Regions from separate parts of the Sus scrofa genome. Here region 2 is linked to region 1. The links are chromatin contacts, called in public Hi-C maps. All regions are on one chromosome and are shown on one strand. The core of a region is the stretch at or near the end of the contact, and the rest is flanking DNA. Distances in the headings are between cores, read along the strand shown. Region 1 holds the start of KCNJ4 (inward rectifier potassium channel 4). Region 2 holds the start of SLC16A8 (monocarboxylate transporter 3).

Region 1 (6,076 bases), core at 1,372-3,871:
GGTCTGTGAAGTTCTCCCTGACTGGAGCTGCCCTTTCTGCCTCTCCTCCCTTTCTCCCAGTCTGCTCTCAGCCGCCACAGGACTCTCCTTATAGGAGATGAGCCACAGAGGCCGCCAGGCCCAGCAAGGTGATCATTATTGGATGTTTCGATGTTTCCTCTCAACCCCTGTGGTGTCACAGCTGCCCCCCCAAGTCACTGCCCCTGAGCCCGCCCCCCCCCAGCCGCTCTTTCCTGAAACTGGTACCCAGTGACCAGGCATTGGGTTTGATCCCACAGAAACAGATGCTCTGGGTCTAAAGACACCCCTGTATCCATCTCTCCCTTCTTCCTGCCCTTTCTCCTTCCTCTGCACCCCCCACACCCTCAGGGCAGCCACCGGGCCAGGTCTCTGGCCAGGGGAAGAGACCACAGGACATTTGCCTCACCTGCATCCGCCCACTTCCAATTCAGGGAAAGGTGTGATAAGCAAGAGGCATACACCACAGCTGACCCCGCCTTCAGACTGTTAAGTTCTCCCGGCCATTCACACACCAAAGACTCCTCCCAGGGAACATCAGTCCTGGTTGCCCGCCCACGAGGGCACAGCAGGGTAATGAGGAAGCTGGGCAGGGAATGGGGCATGCGCCTTGAAGCTCTGCAGTGTCGAGGGGAGGACTGAGAAGGGATAGTCACGTTTACTGAGCACCTGCTATGAACTGTGCATTTCTTGTGCATCGACCTCCTGTGAGGGGAGGGACTGTGAGGGTCCTGGTTTTATTTTATTTTATTTATTTTACCATGCCTGTGGCATGTGGAAGTTGCCAGGCCAGGGACTGAACCCATGCCACAGTAGTGACCTGAGCTGCTGCAGCGACAACGCTGGATCTTTAACGCGTTGCACCACAAGGGAACTCCAGGGTCTTAATATTATAAACAGGTTCAATAAAATATCTGCTCAAGGTCATGCAGCTCCTAAGTGCTGTAGCTGAGGTTGGCCTGACTCCCAAGCCCACCTAACAAGAACTAAACTTGTGGAGTTCCCGTCGTGGCGCAGTGGTTAACGAATCCGACTAGGAACCATGAGGTTGCGGGTTCGGTCCCTGCCCTTGCTCAGTGGGTTATTGATCCGGCGTTGCCGTGAGCTGTGGTGTAGGTTGCAGATGCAGCTCGGATCCTGCGTTGCTGTGGCTCTGGCTGTTGCTGTGGCTACAGCTCCGATTAGACCCCTAGCCTGGGAACCCCCATATGCCGTGGGAGCGGCCCAAAGAAATAGCAAAAAGACAAAAAAAAAAAAAAAAAAAAAAAAAAAGAACTAAACTTGTGGCCGGTGCTGGATGAATGAATGAGGAGGTGATGGATGACTTCTGCTAAGGGCAGCAGGAGGCCTTCCTAGGGGAGGTGGCGTGGAGGCTGGACTTGGGAAACAGCAGGAATTCTTAGAGCAGAGAAGCAGGAAGGGCATTTAAGGCAGGAAGAATAGCATGTGCAAAGGCAGAGAGGTGTGGAAGCATCTGGTGTGTTCGGGAATCTGTAGGCATCGTGGTGTATGTGTGGGTATATGGGGTGTGAGATAAGGTGGGACCTGACTGTACATCACACTGAGGAGTTGGGACGCAATCCTTTTAGGAGGGGAGGGACTGTGGGGATTGGGAACAGTCATGATGGTTCAAGTGTGGTGGTTCCTGTGCCTGCGGCAACTTCAGAGGGTCAGCTTGAAGGATGAGCTGGAGATTTTATGTTCAGTAAATTCTCGGTCCGGCTTGGAGTGCCCCAATCTCCCTCACTTAACTGGGGCCAGTCAGAGATGGCCAGGCTCCCAGGGAAGTCCTTCTGGCTATCTAACTGCAGGTATTCGTTCATCCTCGCACCCTACATCCTCTAACCTCCTGCATCCTCAGAGTGAGGTGGCAGGAATGGCCACGGGAGTGGCTGGCTCGCCAGGGGCTGTGAGGAGCTGGGGCTTTCTCCCCACAGTCCAGACTGGTGTGGGGTCCAGACCGGTGCGCCCCCAAGATGAGAAGGAAACGGGCGAGATCCTCCCTATAAAGACATTTTGGGGTGATGGGGACGCAGAGAAGGAAAAACTGTGGTTTGGCCCGGCTCTGCCACCTCTGGGTGACCTTGGGCAAACTTATGACCCTTTCTGATACCCAGTTTCCCAGTCTGTCAAACGGGGCGGTGCTGCCCAGCGGATGGTGAGGGTCCCTCCAGGAGGGTTACACCTCCGGCTCCCGGGGGCGGGGTGCGTAGGGTCCTTAATGGCCAGTCCTGCAGGAGGGGAAGGGAACCGCCGAGGGGAGTGGCCCGCAGCCGAGGAACCGGGTACCGACCCTATCCCACCCACTCCCTTCCCGGCGCGGAGGAACCCTCTCCACCTGCCCCTGGGGGGCGAGAAAACCTGGGAGCGGATTCTCGGAGCGGGTTCTGGGCGGAGTGCTCCTGGAGGGAGGAGGAAAACCCGGGCAGGATCTGGGACAGGAGCGGCCCCCGCGGCCCCCAGCCCCTGCCCGGCCCGGCGCTGCCCGCGGGTGGGAGGGGGTGTGATGCCGGGCTAGGCTGAGGGGACGGGCCGGGGCCGGGTCCCCCGGGCCGCCCGGGGCTCCGGGGCTGGGGTGGGGGGGCGCGGCCTCCGCAGCGGGGCGCGGGTCACGTGTGAGGAGGGGCGAAAGTCTCGCAAAGCGGGGCGGCGTGCCGCGAGTTGGGAGTTCTCGGCGCGCCGCGGGCGGCGGGAGCTCGGGCTCCCGGGCGAGCCGGGGACGCGGCAGAGGCGGGGGCCTGGGTCCGAGACCGCGGGGGCCGCACCGAGAGTGGGAGGCAGAGAGAGAGAGAGGCAGAGGCAGGGACCCGGAGCGAGACAGAGACGCTCAGGGGAGAGAGGGCAGAGGCAGAGGAAGGCAGCGGACAGACCGGGAGGGCGACGGAGACGAAGACAGGGGCCCGCGGGGAGAGTCGGAGAGACCCAGGCGGGCAGGAGAGACTGCGAGAGACCGAGAGCCGAGGGGGCCGGCGGGGGCGGGGGCGGCAGAGCCCGGGCCGGCCGGCTTCGGGGGTCTCGGGGCCGGAGGCGAGCGCAGCGGGCCAGGGAGCGGAGCGCAGGGCGGGGGACAGCGCCGAGGGACAGCGAGAGAACCGTGGGGGCGGCGGAGAGAAGGCGGCGGGGGCGGGGGGCTCCAGCGCCATGGGTCCCCGGACCCCCGCGCTCTGAGCCCCGGCCCGGGGCCCGACGATGCTGAAGCTGAGGCGGCGCCGAGGGCGCGGCGCGGGGCAGCGCTGAAAGTTGGGCGGCCGGCGGGGAGCGGCGCGGGACGGCCCGGAGGCCGGGACACCGGGGGACCGACGGACAGACCCACAGGCAGCGGGGGAGGGGGGCGGGGCCGGCCGCCGAGTTCGCGGGGAAGGGGCGCCGGGACTCCCCGCTCCCGGCCCGGGACGCTGCCCGCCCGACTGCGCCGTGGGATGTAGCGGCCTCTCGCCGCCTCCCGGAGACTCGTCGGACCCTGCGCCCCGCGGTAAGCCCGGCCGGCGCTCGCCGCTGGCGCTGTCCGTCCGTCTGTCCCGCCGCGTGCGTGTGTATGTGTGTGTGTCCCGGGGCCTGGCGGCTCGGGCCCCGCCCGCTCGGCACCTTATCCCCTGACCCGGGCTTCGGCCGCCGGGCGCGCGTTCAGCGCGATCAGGCGACTTCCCCGGAGCCGAGGAGCTCTGTCCTCTGTCCGTCGTCGTCTCAGGAGCGTCAAGGTCTGGGTTTCTGCCAGGAGGGGGGGTAGAGGTGAGTGCAAAGGGCCTGGACCTCTTGCCCCGGCCGTGACCTTTCCCTGCCTCCACCCACCCCCAGTTGTCACACTGGGTTGGAGGAGTTTCAAAGCAGATGACTTGTGGCAAAGGGGGGGGGGGGTCTCCTATCCACCTCCCCAACTGCAGCCTGTTTGCAAAATGGCCCTGACAGAACAAAATCCCTCTTCTCTCGTTTTGAGCACCTGCTTTGGGCCCTGAGACCCTAGAGAGGGTGGACAGGGATGGATGAAGCAGTTCAGGCTTCCCAGCGGTGGCGACAGGCCACAGAGGGAGGCCAGAGTGCCTTCCCTCCCTAGACGGAGAGCACCAGGAAAGAGAGGTCTGGATGGAGTAGGGAAACTTCCCTGCAACCGTGCCCAGTGTCCCCTGACCAGCATCTACATGGCACTTGTGTTTCCAGAGCCCAGGCTCTAAGATGGGGAGAGGGTGCAGGGGGGTGGTGGGGGTGGGCGAGAGACAGGTGGAGGGCTGCCTGGCATAGTTAGCAGGCGGGGGCCTCCGGAGCAGGAGGATGCCAAGAAGCAGGTTGAGGGAACAGAGAGCTGAGGGAGGGAGGCCTAAGGGCCACACATGCAAGGTCCAGAGAGGAGCCAGACCTGTGTGTGTGTGCGTGTGCGTGTGCGTGTGTGTGTGTGTGTGTGTGTAGAATGTCTATTCTGTTTCTCCCCCACATCCAGTCTTGTGACCTCCATGGCTTTGGGACTTTTGAGAGCTGTTGGCAGGACTTTGGGGGCCTGAGAGCCAAACTGTGGTCCTGGCGTGGCCTGGGATGAGGGGACAACATGTGGAAGGGGGCACTGGGCTCAGGGCTGCCGTGCGGTGTGGCAGGAGCAAAGGCGGTTGGCTGTTGAGCTGACCTATAGCCAAATCGGAGTCTGGAGGGCTGAACCTAGAACATTCTACTTGGTTCTCTCCTGGGGGATGGGCTCTTCCTGGGGTTTTCCCCACTGGGCAGTGGGCCTTGGGTAGCCCCCATTTGGGCTCCTAGAAGTCTGCTCAGCTGGCAGAGGGGCCAGCACCACGGGCAAGCCGCTCTCCTCCCTGGCCCTCAACTTCCACATCTGTGGAATGAGGACAGCAGTCAGTCCCCTGTCCCACTGACCTCCAAGGGAGGGGGGGCTGGGCTCGAGGGAGCCGAGGGCTGTCTACAGGCTGGGAAAGTGCAGAGCAAATGGAAGTAAAGACTCATTTTACCTCTGGGAAGAGGCATAGCTAACGGGGAGGGGGAACGTGGCCTGAACTAGAGGACTGACCAAGAAGGGCAGTGTCCGGCATCCGAGGAGGGGGACCTGGGGCTGGGGACCTCTTCCTCAGGAACCTTTGGGTGTACCCTGGAAAGGGAAGCTCCTCTCTCCTGCAAGTATTGGAGTGACTGGGACTAGACAGGGCTGGCCTTGAATTTCTCCTGGGTGACCTTGGGCAGCTGGCCGGACCTCTCTGGGCCTCGGTTTCTTCACCTGGGAAGTGGGGATGACGGCACTGACTTCTTTGGGTTGCTGAGTGATTCGCAGACTAGGTCAGGTCTCTGGAAGCAGCTGACACAAGTCTGGAGCATAGTAGGTTCTTACCTGACATTTGCAGAGCAGAGAATGAAGGAGCCCTAGGAGATACGGTGAAAGGATTTCTTAGCTTAGGATGGAAGAGGGAAGGGGAGGAGGAACAGTGTAGGCTTACAGGGCGGGCTGGTTCTTAATGTGGATCTGGGGGAGGCGGGGGCGTGTGCCGAGGGGGGTGTGAGGAGGAGGGGGGCCCTCTGCGGGGACCACTGAGTCACGAGGACATGGAAGCGACATGACAACCAGCAACATGGTAACCAGGAGACTCGCGGCGGTGGGAAATGGAGCTGGAGCGGTGTGCTGGGGGGGGGCAGCCCTGGCAGCCCTGGGCCTGGAGGGTCCGGGGACCAGCCAGGCTGGCCTCTCAGAGTGAGGAGGGGAGGCCCGGAGGCCAGGTGGGCCAGGGAGGAGGTGGGGCCCGGAGTCGAATCGGGGAGGCGTCTTGGGGTCTGCTGGGCAGGGGGCCTTCTCCTGCACCTCCCCAGGCTCCTCGCTCCTCTCCTCCACATCTCCACTTTTCATGCCTCTCCCCCTAGGATGCCAAATTTGGCTCACGCAATCTGTCGTCTCTCTTCTGAGATTGGCACCGGGACCAAAGCCGAGCGCATTACATCACCGCCGCTCCCCCTGCACGAGGAGAGAAGGAGAGGGAGGGACAGAGGGCTGGGGGCAAGCGGCCAACCCTCAACTTTCTTTCCTGTCTTCCTGCTCACTCTTCTCCCTCCGTCCCGGGTATCAGGGGCTCCT
Region 2 (6,076 bases), core at 1,458-3,957, 270 kb after region 1:
CTTTACTATCCCCCTCCTCGTCCCACCCCCGTTTCCTCATCCATTCAGCTAGGGCAGAAAGAGCCTGTTTATTAAGTTCAGGGTAGGGACCCTTGAGAGGGTGGCAGAGGGTGGGGACTGGGAAGCTTCTCTCACAAGTGGGAGCATCACAGAAACCCTATGGCTTGAGCACCTACTGTGTGCCTTACACCGAGGGAGGAGGCAGCTTCCTCTCTACCCTGAAAGAGTCAGCCAAGCTCTGGAGTTCCCGTCGTGGCTTAGTGGTAATGAACCCAACTAGGATCCATGAGGATGCATCCCTGGCTTTGCTCAGTGGTTAAGGATCTGGCATTGCCGTCAGCTGTGGTGTAGGTTGCAGATGCAGCTCTAATTCGACCCCCTGGCACGGGAACTTCCATATGCCGTGGGTGCAGCCCTTAAAAAAAAAAAGAGCCAAGCTCTGCTGGAGGGAATGGCCAGGAAGGAGGTGGCCCCGGGACCTTGCAGGCTGAGTGTGCTCACCTCCTTACAGTCAGCATCTCCAATTCCTCCTAAGGTGCCCCAGCCCCTGGTGGGACCTGAGGCTAGACAGGTGGCTTTGAAGGTCGAGAAAGACCTTCTTCAGAGGATGAAATGAGTTACCCTGCAAGGCAGGCCTGGCACACAGCAGTGCCCAGTAATCGTCTCCTCCTCCTACTGGTGTTACTTTGACCACCAGTGTTGTTGGGCCTCTTGTTCATGGGACCCTCTCTTTCCACCCCCCAGGAGCGGCTGGTTCCCCGAGGCCTATGTGAAGCCTCTGGAAGAACTGCCCATGAATCCCATGAAACCTTTGAACCCCGTGACCTCCATGAAGCCCATGAACGCTGTGAACCCCGTTGCCTCCACGAACCCCGTGAGCCCTATGAATGCGCTGCCTTCCAGGTACCGCTGCGGTCAGAGGTGGGGCAGGGGTGGGGACACCAGTGGGGGGTGGTCCCACCCACCAGGGAGGGCATCTGTGAGCTGCCGTCCTGAGTGAGCCCAGCACCCTTAGGCCCCTGGAAAAAGGGCGCTCCCACCTCTCTACATGTGAAGGTCACTGTGTCCATTCCTCTGCCTCTGAGTCTCAAGACTGCCTTCAAGCCAGCAGTCTCCTTTCACCCAGGGGCAGGGGAGAAGGATGTAGGATGCTCTGGGCAGCAGATGGGGTCGGATGCAGCGGGGCCTGCCCCCTGACCTGCTTTCCTCCTTTCTCTGGAATCAGGTCCTACCCGCTCCGGGGCAGCCAAAGCCTTGATGACCTCCTGGACCGGCCGGGTAACTCCACAGCACCCTCCGAGTACTGGGATGGCCAGTCCCGCTCCCGAACCCCCAGCGGGGTCCCGAGCCGCACCCCCAGCCCCGTACCTACACCCCTGCCTGGCAGCCGCCGAGGTAGCATGGGCAGCATGGGGGCGGCCAGTGATGGCAAGGTGAGCCCCTCCCCCAGCCCGCCCTCACCCCTGGGGTGGTCCAGTGGGCAGGGGGACCGGAGACCAGGTAACCTTCCCTGCCTGTTCACAGAGGGGCAGGATGGGCTTCCGAGTCTGGGGTGGAGGATGGAGAGAAAGCCTTCTGCTGGGGGAGCCTGGGAGCCCTGCTGGGAACACTGGGAAAGGCCTCCCCGGGGGTGGGGCGGTGTTAGCACAGGGAGATGCTTCTCTGGCCCAGAGGCTCCTCAAGTCTGAAACCCAAAACCCATTTTGGGTTTCGGAACACTGGACTTCATTTCCCAGAAGCCACTGCGGGGACCTCTGGTCCAGTCCTCTGCCCCGCTGGAATGGGAAGTGGGAGGGGTGGGGGCTCACTTGCTTCTTCCCCCCTAAACCTGGCCCTCCATCCATCCTCACTGCAGAAACTTACGTCCTGGGAGCAGCAACCCCCAGAGCTCTTCCCTCGGTGAGTCCTCCAGCGAGGGTCAGAGGGGGCAACAGAGGGCTGGGGGTGGGGGGGACAATTAGGTGTGAGGGGAGATGACCCGATGGGGGCAGGAGGTAGGGTTGGACACCTGACCCGGATGCCCAGCTGCCTTCCCTGGGTCCACAGGCAGCTGTGAACCCGGACCTCCTCACCCGCACCTCTCTCCCCACAGGGGCACGAACCCCTTCGCCACCGTAAAGCTGCGTCCCACTGTCACCAACGACCGCTCAGCGCCCCTTATCCGCTGAGGCGCCATCCTCCACCAGGGGTCTGAGGTCGTCTCCTGCACACCTGCCCAAGGGCTGCCCAGAGCTGGCGGCAGCAGAAGCAGCAGCAGTGGATCCAAGAAGCCAGGGCCCCGATCCGGGAGGTGGCTGCCCTTCCACAAACCACGCCCCGGCCTGAGAAGTTCCAAGGGCGCTGGCCTGGGGTCTGGGGCCTTCCAAATAAAGCAGGTGGAATTGGGGGACAGAGCCATTTCTCCCCACTCCAAGGAGCCCCAGACTCTCCCTGGGGGGCCCACCTCGTGTCCCCCACCCTCTTTCCTCCTTCTGTGTCCCAGTGGGGAGGAGTCCCTTACACGCCCCCTCCCCTGCCCCGCACACGTCCCCCTGTTTAATTTTTGTAAACAGTGAGAAATAAAGCAAGTGAGATATGACGGCGGCGGCAGGACTGGCGGAGTCTGATTTGAGGGACAGGGTGGGACAGGCTGGGGATGGAGACCTCCCCCGGAGAAGGGAGTCAGGAGGTCCCACTAGAGTGGCGGTCCCCTGGGAGGCCTCACTCTCTCCCAGCCCCTCACGCCCCTCATTTTAAGTCCTCAGGTCTGCCCTAACCCCACAAGCCGCACGTCCCCACCTCTGACCCAGGCTCATTTCTTCTCTGGGTTCCCCGGGAAACAGGGGCCTCTCCAGAGGGGGAGGGGTAGCAGTGGCTGAGGTCAGGGACCACCAGCAAGTCACCCTCTGGCACCCTGGGACACAGCACCCTTTGTTCTGTCCCCTCCCTGCCCCCTCAGTCCCAGGCTCTCCGGCCTGGATTAGCCTTATCCAGAGGAAAGCTGCAGAGGCCCCTCCTGGAATGTGGCCTGGGAGTGTGGGGCGGGCAGGGAACTGAACCGATCAGGGCTCCTGGGGTCCCTCCTGTGCCCCTTGTACCACTAGGACACCCCCCCCCATCAGGGCAGGACTTTGTGTGTCCTCTGCCCTGAGGCTCCAGGAGGTGAAGGGACCTCCCTTATCTCCAGCTCTCCTGAGACAGGCCTGGGACAGGGAGCCCACCAGGGGGCCCGACCTGGCTCAGTGCTATGGTGGCTGCTCTGTCCCTTCTCCCCTCCCAGGTGCAAGCCTCTTAGAGGGGGTGGGGGTGGGGGAACATTAAGCCCCAGGCTTGCAGGAGCCAGCAGCTGATCTGCAGGAAGCCTGGGTGTCTTCAGCTGCGCTCCCATCAGGCTAGGCTTTCAAGGGAGAGCCAGTGAGGCGGCCTCTCCTTGCAGACCTCAAGAGATGTGAGGCTGGACACCCAACCCACAGGGCGGCTCAGGTAAGCATGGGGCCAGGGCTGCCAGGGACCACCCACTGCCCTGGTCCTCAAGCCCAGGGACGCAGCTGTGGTGAGGGGCAACACAGGAGAAGCCAGAACTTGGTCTTGGTGGGAGAAGGGCAGAGTCCCAGATACCCACGGGGCCCTTGGCATTGCCCAATTCCAGGCGGGAGGCCCTGGCACAGAGGGTTTGTGAGAGGGAGGGAGGCTCCTGCCCTGCCCGTGGTCCATCTTGCCTGTGAGGGAGCCCCCCCAACCTCGGTCTGTTATGGGACACTTGGGGTGGCTGCATGAACCCCTGGGTGGAGCTCTGGGAGTGTGAAGGGGTTGGGGGGCTGCTAAGGGTCTGAAGGGCAGAGGGTCTCTCAGCGCCCCCTCAAAGGTCCCCATCTGTCCAGTGGAACCCGAGGTTCTAACTACCCCAACCCCCAAGATTCCCAGCTGGCCTGGGGTGATCAGTCACCCATCTTACAGGTGGGAAAACTGAGGCTCAGTCAGGGGAGGGGAGCTGCCCAAGTCAGAGTAAATCCGTGGCTAAGCTGGGGTGAAGCGGAACTCGGCTCCCTTGGCCTGAGACACGGCTAATGCTGTTACCACGTGTTTGGTTTTCTTCTTCCATAATGTTCTAAACGACAATAGATATTCCTGAGCACAGAAAAATTAGGAACATAGCCCAGGGCCAAGGAGGAAAATGAACAGTCACCCATGTTGCAGCAGTTGTTTGTCTCCCACCCATCCCCCACCCCACACCCGTGCTGGTCGTTTGTCCTGAGACCCTCACGTGTGCGCACTGGGGACTTGTCGGTCCTCACACACACTTCCAGGGACACCCTGGCTGCAGGGTTCTCCCCCTCACCCAGACCCCCTCTCCTGCCGCTACTAGATCCTGAGGGGCAAGGCGTGTCCTCCAAGGGCGTCTTCCTAAAGTCGCGAATCAGGTGGGAACGGCTCTATTCTCCTCCCCTCAGCTTCACGTCCCGTTAGAGGAGGGGGCTTTTGGGTGAGATTTTCAGAGATACTCGGTTCCTCCTGCTGGCTCCTTTCCAAGCAGGGCTCTCGTGGGTAGCTCCCTGCCTCAGTTTCCCCACGCTGGCTCCCCATCCCCCTTTCTCATCTGGGCTACAGACCCTCGCTGCTCCCTCTTGTCCCCTCTCCCCCAGCAGAGGCGGCGGCGATGGGCGCTAGCGTCCCCCGGCGGGGCCCCGGCCCCCCAGACGGCGGCTGGGGCTGGGCGGTGCTGGGCGCCTGCTTCGTGATCACCGGTTTCGCCTATGGCTTCCCCAAGGCAGTGAGCGTTTTCTTCCGGGCGCTTATGCGCGACTTCGGCGCGGGCTACAGTGACACAGCCTGGGTGTCCTCCATCATGCTGGCCATGCTCTACGGCACCGGTCAGCGCCCCCTCGCGGGTCCCTTCTCGCTCCCCCCAGGCCCAGAACTGAGGGTCAGGATCAGGGACCAGGAGACACTGACCCTTTGAGCATCCCCCAGGCCCCTCGGGACGGGCATGGAAACCCCTTGCTTCCTGTGTAAACCTTGGCACGGGAGATGGAGGAGAGGGCATGGGGACAGCAGCCAAGTGGCTGACCTGGCAAGCTTAGCCAGCTGGAAGGGGCCCTCCATTTCCGTCAAAAGACCCACATCTGCCTATGTTACAGGTGGAGAAACTAAGATTTCCCATCCCAGAAGCCCTAACCATCGTGGGGTGGGGGAGATGCTGGAGTTATCCTGGCCAAGCAGGGGGAAGGGCTGGAGGTGAGGGGTGGGGAAGCCTGGGGAGGAAGGCAGCTCAGGCTGCGGTTCCCTCTGGGAAGTTCCCTCTGGGAGTTCCCTTCAAGGCACAGCGGAAACGAATCCAACTAGGAACCATGAGGTTGCGGGTTTGAACCCTGGCCTTGCTCAGTGGGTTAAGGATCCGGCGTTGCTGTGAGCTGTGGTGTAGGCCAGTGGCTGCAGCTCCCACTCAACCCCAAGCCTGGGAACCTACCCTTATGCCCTGAGTGAGGCCCTAAAAAAAAGCAAAAAAAAAAAAAAAAAAAAAAAAAAAAGTGGGTCCGCCCCTTCTGTTTTGGTTTCCATATTCTTAGGAGGGCTGGGGACCAGTACAGGTCCCTCCCCTGCATTCCCCCTAGGGTGTCCTTCAGTGGGTCCCAGTCACGCTATGTGACCTTGGCCAGACAAGCAAGCGCTCTCTGAACCAGGGGTGGCTTTATCCCTTTGAGCTGTCTCAAGGCTGGGAGGTACAAAACACCTGGAATGTCCACCAGAGAGGAGATTGTTTCCAGCCTGAGTGGTGACCCTGCCCTGCCCACAGGTCCAGTGTCCAGCATCCTCGTGACCCGCTTTGGGTGTCGGCCGGTGATGCTGGTGGGTGGGCTGTTGGCCTCGGCAGGCATGATCCTAGCATCCTTCGCCACGCGCCTCCTGGAGCTATATCTCACGGCTGGGGTGCTCACAGGTGAGGGCACCCACTGCCCTCCTCCCTTTTGGGGGCGGGGGTGGGGGTGCAGGTGGGGGTCCGGAGTTCTTGTTGCAAGACCTCCATCCTCAGTTTCCCCACGAGAGGCTGTCCTCGTCCCTCGGCTCAGTTGTCCTGGGTCTGCCGGCCTGTCGGGGC

Evidence for each region. Hi-C and Micro-C count contacts between places; a contact is called where the count stands out from the background.
Region 2: a contact with region 1 is called in a Hi-C map of epiblast stem cells, with 1.9 times the contacts expected there. A contact is called at or near these places in 1 of 5 promoter capture datasets (liver) and 1 of 47 Hi-C or Micro-C datasets (epiblast stem cells).

The regions. Positions count from the first base shown.
Region 1 is chr5:9,523,778-9,529,853 of Sscrofa11.1, forward strand. KCNJ4 (inward rectifier potassium channel 4) reads left to right here and starts at 2,622. Exons shown (of 3, transcript XM_021091491.1): 1 at 2,622-3,490.
Region 2 is chr5:9,797,123-9,803,198 of Sscrofa11.1, forward strand. SLC16A8 (monocarboxylate transporter 3) reads left to right here and starts at 2,708. Exons shown (of 3, transcript XM_021091500.1): 1 at 2,708-4,850; 2 at 5,774-6,076. The coding sequence starts at 4,637. It overlaps BAIAP2L2 (brain-specific angiogenesis inhibitor 1-associated protein 2-like protein 2), which reads left to right. Exons shown (of 14, transcript XM_003126055.6): 11 at 745-903; 12 at 1,226-1,433; 13 at 1,856-1,899; 14 at 2,093-2,583. The coding sequence ends at 2,168.